Linked DNA regions of Gossypium hirsutum: region 1 is linked to region 2. The links are chromatin contacts, called in public Hi-C maps. All regions are on one chromosome and are shown on one strand. Each heading gives the region's core, a stretch centred on a gene start, on an enhancer-like site or on the middle of the called end of the contact. The rest is flanking DNA. Distances are from core to core; before and after follow the strand shown. Region 1 holds the start of LOC107955640 (probable WRKY transcription factor 31). Region 2 holds the start of LOC107955637 (oxygen-dependent coproporphyrinogen-III oxidase, chloroplastic).

Region 1 (3,748 bases), core at 875-3,374, 190 kb before region 2:
CTCTTTAAGCTAGGGACATGAATCTTTTGGTGTTTACGAAGCATTTTTAGCTATGAAAATTGAGAAGACAAGAAAATAAAATGGAGGACGATTTTGTTTTACCTTGGAGGCATTCATCGAGAAGGGCATAACTAAATAATTTTCAACTATTCTCTCATCAACAACTTTGATTTAATGAAAAATCAAATAGTACAACTTATGATGCTCAAATTTAAGAAATTGTTATATCTTAAGTTACTTTGATTTATGTTTGAGATAAATCACAAAACTACACATAAATTTTGGTGCAATGTGTAATATTATACATGAACTTTGAGTTTGTGCACTTTTATATATGAAAATTTGATTTAATCTAATTTTTATAAACAACTAACATCATTATCAATATAACATCAATTTATGTTTACATACTATATACACAATTAATTATACTTACCCAATTCAAGCACAAATTGATGTATTCATTTATTTAAATATATACAATTGAAATAAAATTAAAATTTTATGTATACATTTGAACGAAAAATAAAATTTAATGTAACTTCGTGTATCAAATTACACATTATATCAAAGTTCTTGTATAGTTTTATATTTATCCCCTTATGTTTTTTATTTTTGAGTAGACTATAGTAACATTTAAAAAAATATTAAGTTATTTTTATTATTGGATTATATTTACATTTTGTTCCATTGGAATCTAACCCTAGATTAATCTTTTGATTTTAATACATAAGAAACATTATACTTTGTTTGTGACAAATAATTATTCAAAAATTAAAATTACAAGTTTTATATAGGTAAAAAGAAAAGCCAAAAGCTTTGAATGGAAAACGAAAAACTTGGTCAATTAAATTTTATTTATGTCCTTTTCATTTAAAGGAAATGTTAAAAATACTAAAAATATTATTATATTAATATTTAGCATTTAAGAATATTCCAAATTTAATAAAAAAAATTATAACTATTATCATAATAATTTCAGACTCCAGACATGAACTTATGAACTTGAAAGAATTCTATTCCAAATTTAATGCTATATTATTGGGGTTGGAAATTTTTTCAAAGAAGATGCTAGTTTTGAGTAATATTTTATTTATTTATATTAATTTTCTTTTAAAAATTTCAAACTGTTTTAAAATCTTTGAAAACGAAATAGTGGTAATTATGTAAGGGACATTTCATACTAGAAAAGCCAAAGCCTGAAGGAAAAAAGCGTTAGCTTTGGTTATAGGAACAATGCTTTAGTAGTAAATCCATAAACATAGTAATTTCAATTAGATTTCAAGTAATTTTATTCTTCAACTTTAATTATAAAAAAATTATTTAAATTATTAAGTTTATGAATATAGATATATAACAATAATATTATTTCTTTTTAATAGTTTAATATCACGTTAGTAATTTCATCATAATTTCAAAATTTTTATTTAAATTTAACTTTTTTAAGATGAAAATCCCAATATAGCATTAAATTATTAAAAAAAGAGATACAGATAATATAACGCCACTATTTCATATCATTCTTTTCAATAGTATATCACCTTATAATAATATTAATTATAGATAAAATGATGTAATTTATTTTTAACTATTTTAAGCATTCAATAATTTAATTTTAGTCTTAATCCCAACAATTTCTATTTTTTTATCTCCATCTTGCCTCTTATTGTTTTATGTAATTATTTTTTTAAAATAAAATTTTAAAGTTGATTTTCATATTTGTTGAATATATATTATGTTTGACTCTTTATATAATGTAATATATATATATATTTATTTTGACAATAAATCTAATAAAAGAAAAAAGAAAGAAGAAATATTGAAAAGAAAAAAGAAACACACTTAAATGAAAATTGGTAGCTAACTATATTTACTACAGTTTGGTCTTCTTCTAAAGTTTCAACTCCCATTTTATTGCCTGGTCCGTTGCCCCTTTCAAAGACTTTTCTCTTTCTCTCTTGATTTATGGCCAAACCCAGTGGACTCTCCATTGATTCAGATCCCAATATTTAACTGTTCTTAATTCCTTCCCCCCTACACACTTCCTCTTCAACAACAACAACGACAATCCCAAGTACTGCACCACCAGAGCTTCGATTCCCACGACTGTGTCTCTGCCCGCCATGGATGATGCTTCCACACCAAGCAGGTCTCCTCCACCACCCACCATTCAGTTCCCTGTTAATCCCAACTGTACCAACGATGAAATCCCCCGGAGGGTCATCGGCGAAATGGATTTTTTCTCCGAAAAGAATCATAAACTCGTCGATGATCACGTTGATGATTCCGATCATGCCAATGCCACCGACATCAATGACTCCATCGATCGAACTGCACTCGAGCTTAACGTTAACGTAAGTCGCGAACCCACTTTCAGTTTTGAATCTTTGAATTAGAATTCATATATAAATGTATATTTTATTGTTGAATTTCAGACTGGTTTGAATTTGTTAACGACGAATACCAGTAGCGATCAATCCTCAGTGGATGATGGTATCTCTTCAAACATGGAAGATAAAAGAGCTAAAAATGAGGTGACCCTTTTGATTAAAAACCGAAGAATTGGAAATTTCGATCGATTTAAGATCATGTTATAATTTTTTTTTACGTGCCATTGATTTGTTTTTTTTAGCTAGCGGTTTTACAAGTTGAGCTTGAACGGATGAACACCGAGAATCAACAGCTAAGGGAGATGTTGAGCCAAGTTACAAGCAACTACAACACCGTGCAAAAACATCTGGTCACCCTTATGCAACAACAACAAGATGGAAAACCTGAAAAAAACGATGAACAAAAGAAATCTAATGGAGGACTAATTGTGCCGAGACAATTTATGGATCTCGGTATAGCTGCTGCTGCTGCTGCGGAAGTCGATACGGATGAACCATCGCTGTCTTCGACGGAAGGGAGGAGTCACGATCTGTCCGGATCGCCTAACGTGGAGGTAGCATCCAAGGAATTCAGATCGAGGAAGCGTGGGAGTAGCGAAGAAGGCCGGGGAATCGGAAGAGAAGATAGCCCCGATGGTAATAAGGTTCCAAGGTTTAATTCTTCGAAAACTGTTGATCAAACTGAGGCTACCATGAGGAAGGCACGGGTTTCTGTTCGAGCTAGATCAGAGACTCCCATGGTATTTTCTAATTCTATCGAATTGAATTGTATCGAATTATATGATTTATTTTATAAGTTAAATTGATTTGGAATCTCTTTTTCTCAAAGATTACCGATGGATGCCAATGGAGAAAGTATGGGCAGAAAATGGCCAAAGGAAATCCATGTCCCAGAGCATATTATCGATGTACCATGGCCGCTGGTTGCCCTGTTAGAAAACAGGTTTTTTTTCATTCCTTTGGAAACTTTATATTCATTTTAATTAGGGATTGGTGAAGGATCTGCATTAACTATCAAACGTCAAAAGTTCGTTGCACTTAAAATTTAATTAACACTAACATAATAGAGACTAGTCATGAGGAGTTGCTTCACATTATTGGAGATATTTGATTAATAAGTTAGTGGCTTGTGTTTAACCTAATTTTGCTCACATTTATTGATAATCAATGGGAAAATAGTTATATAGATATTCATACGAGTTAAGATGAAGTAATTGTAACAGGTACAAAGATGTGCAGAAGATCGAACGATTCTCATCACAACATATGAAGGCAACCACAACCATCCTTTGCCTCCGGCAGCAATGGCGATGGCTTCAACGACATCGTCGGCTGCACGAATGTTGCTATCCGGTTCG
Region 2 (3,349 bases), core at 75-2,574:
CTCAAATACTTGAATTTCTTCATGTTGGTTTTCTATTTTCTTAAAGTATCAGTATTTGAATTAATTTAACTACGTCAGCTCCTTGGTATTTGAATCATGCAAAAAGCAGATTCTCAAGCTTTATTACGGGTTAGTATAATATACAAAAAATTGCCACAAAACCATGGAAAGAAGAAAAATCCAACTTACTGAATGGAAGTGCTTGACATCCTCCTCAAAGATGTAAGCTGGAGTCAAATCAGTTCCACCACCAAACCACCATTGTCTAGGTGCTCCAGGAGTATCTGCACATTTTCAAGAGAGGTTACCACCTAAGCTTAAAGCACTTAACTTCAAAGCTCAAAATGCCTAATGCAACTCATACCAAAGCAAACCATACAGCATAATATACATTGCTACTGAATTGCAAATAAGAAGAAATGCATTGTTTTTGTTAGATTATTATGGGGATAGATAACGACTCTCTAGTCTCTACCTAACGGAAGCTTAGTTCTTGAAATCAGGTAACACTGTAAAACTACCCGGGTTCTAAAGTTACCACTTCAATATTCACTGTTCAAGAACTTAATAATAAATAATTGACGATAAAGTAAGTACCTTTCGGAGCATCAGTCTCAAAATACCTATAATTAAAATGCAATGTAGGAGCAAACGGATTCTTCGGATGCAAAACCTGCCACAAAAAAAAAAAGTTACCAAAACGATAGCAAGTATCCGCATTTTCTCCTTTGAAAGAAATAGCGATAACTGATGAATTACGGAGCTGATGCCAGCGGCGAAAAAGGGAACGGGACCGGGCTTCTGATCGGCAGCAGAAGCCTTGGCAGCTCGATAGGCTTCAGGAGGCATAACTCCATAAACAACAGAGATATTAACACCAGCTTTTTCAAAAACAGCACCATCTTGCAACACTCTGCTAATTCCTCCACCTCCTCCGGGCCTGGTCCAAGCGTCCTCCTTGAACTTCCCGGCTCCGTCGAGAGCCTCCAGGGCGCCGCACACGCTTTCCTGCATCTCCAGTATCATACTCTGGAAGCGCGACCTGATGGACCCGTTATCTTCGCCGTCGGTTTGACGGAGGAAAGTGTGGGGCCTCTCGGAGATTACAGTTTCTTTCTCGATGGAAACGGCGGAGGTCGTCATGGGTCTGCGGATGGGAGGAGAAGTGAAATTGGTGAGGGTGATGGAGGTGGCGCCAAAAGGGCAGAAGCTTAAGTGAGGTTTCTTGGAAGGAGCGAAAGATACGGAAAGGGTAGCAGTGGCTGTTGGCATTGCAATATTTTGGAACGGATAATGAGTTTTGCAGAAATTTAACACAAATTTTGAAACTAAAAAAGGTTAAAGGAGGGAATGAAATCGTTTTTTATATAAAAATCTCCAAATTTTTTTATTAATTATAAAAACGACTCATTAGCTAAAATTAATAATAAAAGTTGTTGGAGTAAAAAAAACAATAATAATAAATTAAGGTCACCTATTTCTCATGCCAGCCAATCACTGAGAGTTAAAATTATTTTTTTTTTAATAGAGTCAGTTTATTTGGCGTAAGTCATATAAATATCACTCTAATATTAATATTTCTAAATATTTTGGGAGCCAAAAAATAAATAATAGTGGTGGAGCTAAATGAAAAAAACTATGATTTTGATTTTGTTCAAGACCAATAGTATTTTGTCTTACAAATTAAAAAATATCATGTTTAATTGCAACATGAGTAAGTCGACCGAGTAAGTTTTTCGGTGTTAATATTTTGCAGCTCAGACACTGCTGATATTTGATAATCTCACCCATGCGGTTCGATTTGTGATTCCAATAGACTTTTAAACATCTCGATGACCCAGAGAATCCCAAATAATTCACTCATTAGCTACAAAACCAATTTGAACTCGTTATCGTCCTACCACAGACAACGAAAAGACTTACATAATCAATTTGAACATGTTATCAAATAAATCACTAGCAACTGAGACCCCTATTTTGACTTAAAATTTTCAGCGCATATGAAATTAAAGAATCAGATCTACACTCCCGAAAAGGACTATTAAATTTATTTTTGCCAAAGCTCCGCCAGATTATCGTTAATTAAAACATACCTTCAAATTATAAAATTTTCTAAATAAACAGAAAGACAAAAACATAAAAATGAAATAAAAAACAATCATGATCTCCCTCTCTTTCATCCTCTAACTTAATAAAATTAAAAAAAAAATATTCACCTTAGACTGAATTGCCATTGAGGTATATATAGTCCTTAGATTACGCCAAAAAGAATAGTTCTATCAAAATAAAATTTATTTTTATTAAAAAAACAATTTAAACGAAAACTCAAAAAATGACAACATGCTGGTCACACCATTTTCTACGGCTCCACCAAATAATATAATAATTTTAGTTTTAAAATTAAAATAAAAATCACTTAAAAAGATATTAACATAATAAAGGTGGTGGCACTAATCTATTTGGCTCCACCACTATTATTTATTTTTTGGCCCCCGAAATATTTAGAAATACTAGTATTAAAGTAGTATTTATATAAATCACGCCAAATAGATTGGCTCACCAAAAAATTAATTTTTTTAATTCTAGCAGCTAATGATTTGTTGACGTGGCATGTGGTGGTGTCAATCTCTTTAAATCCACTAAATTTTATTATTCATTTTAGGTCATTTACGTGTATAATAAAAAAAGTGAATGTTTTTTCAATTAATAAAAAATTTCGGATTATTTTATAAAAAAATCGAATGAAATGAATAAATTAATGTTTATGTTATGGTCTAGGGTATTTCAATCCAAACCATCCTTTTAAATAAAAAAATTGATAAATGATTTTTTTAATCCAAGCCCAAAAAAATAAAAGTGATTTTTCAATACATTTACATTTTAAACCTTATTAATAGTTACAACCGTATAGCTTTGCACTTTCAATTCACACTGCCATAAAGCCAAGCGTCATTATGGCCATTTACTTTGACATCTCTACTTCCAAGCTAATCCACGGTTCAAGGTAAGTCCTTCATCTCCTTTTTTTTTTTTTTTCTTTTTTCATTTTGATTTTGAACAGTATATTTCGGATACACTCTCTAATATTAATGAGACACGAAGAAAATAAAAGATGAAAATGCAATTAATGATATTCATATGACAAGACGAGTAAGATGTGGCTAAGATGGAATGAATCACACTAATGAATTTCAATATGAGCCTTAACAATTACATCAAAAAAGGAAATCTATTGAGGTTGGATCTCATTTTAAAATTAAAAATTCTCAAAATAAATTGGAGGGGTTACATGATTACTTAACAAAATAAAAAATTTATGTAGTGCAGTTGACAATATGAGTCAAACTAT

Evidence for each region. Hi-C and Micro-C count contacts between places; a contact is called where the count stands out from the background.
Region 1: a Hi-C map of leaf shows a contact between it and region 2, with 2.3 times the contacts expected there. The contact joins the promoter of LOC107955640 here to the promoter of LOC107955637 in region 2. A contact is called at or near these places in 7 of 34 Hi-C or Micro-C datasets (callus, hypocotyl and leaf).

Annotation. Positions count from the first base shown.
Region 1 is chrA07:86,690,112-86,693,859 of Gossypium_hirsutum_v2.1, reverse strand. LOC107955640 (probable WRKY transcription factor 31) reads left to right here and starts at 2,124. Exons shown (of 5, transcript NM_001327643.1): 1 at 2,124-2,354; 2 at 2,436-2,534; 3 at 2,633-3,130; 4 at 3,220-3,333; 5 at 3,614-3,748. The coding sequence starts at 2,124.
Region 2 is chrA07:86,500,000-86,503,348 of Gossypium_hirsutum_v2.1, reverse strand. LOC107955637 (oxygen-dependent coproporphyrinogen-III oxidase, chloroplastic) reads right to left here and starts at 1,324. Exons shown (of 9, transcript XR_005929828.1): 1 at 760-1,324; 2 at 598-673; 3 at 190-284.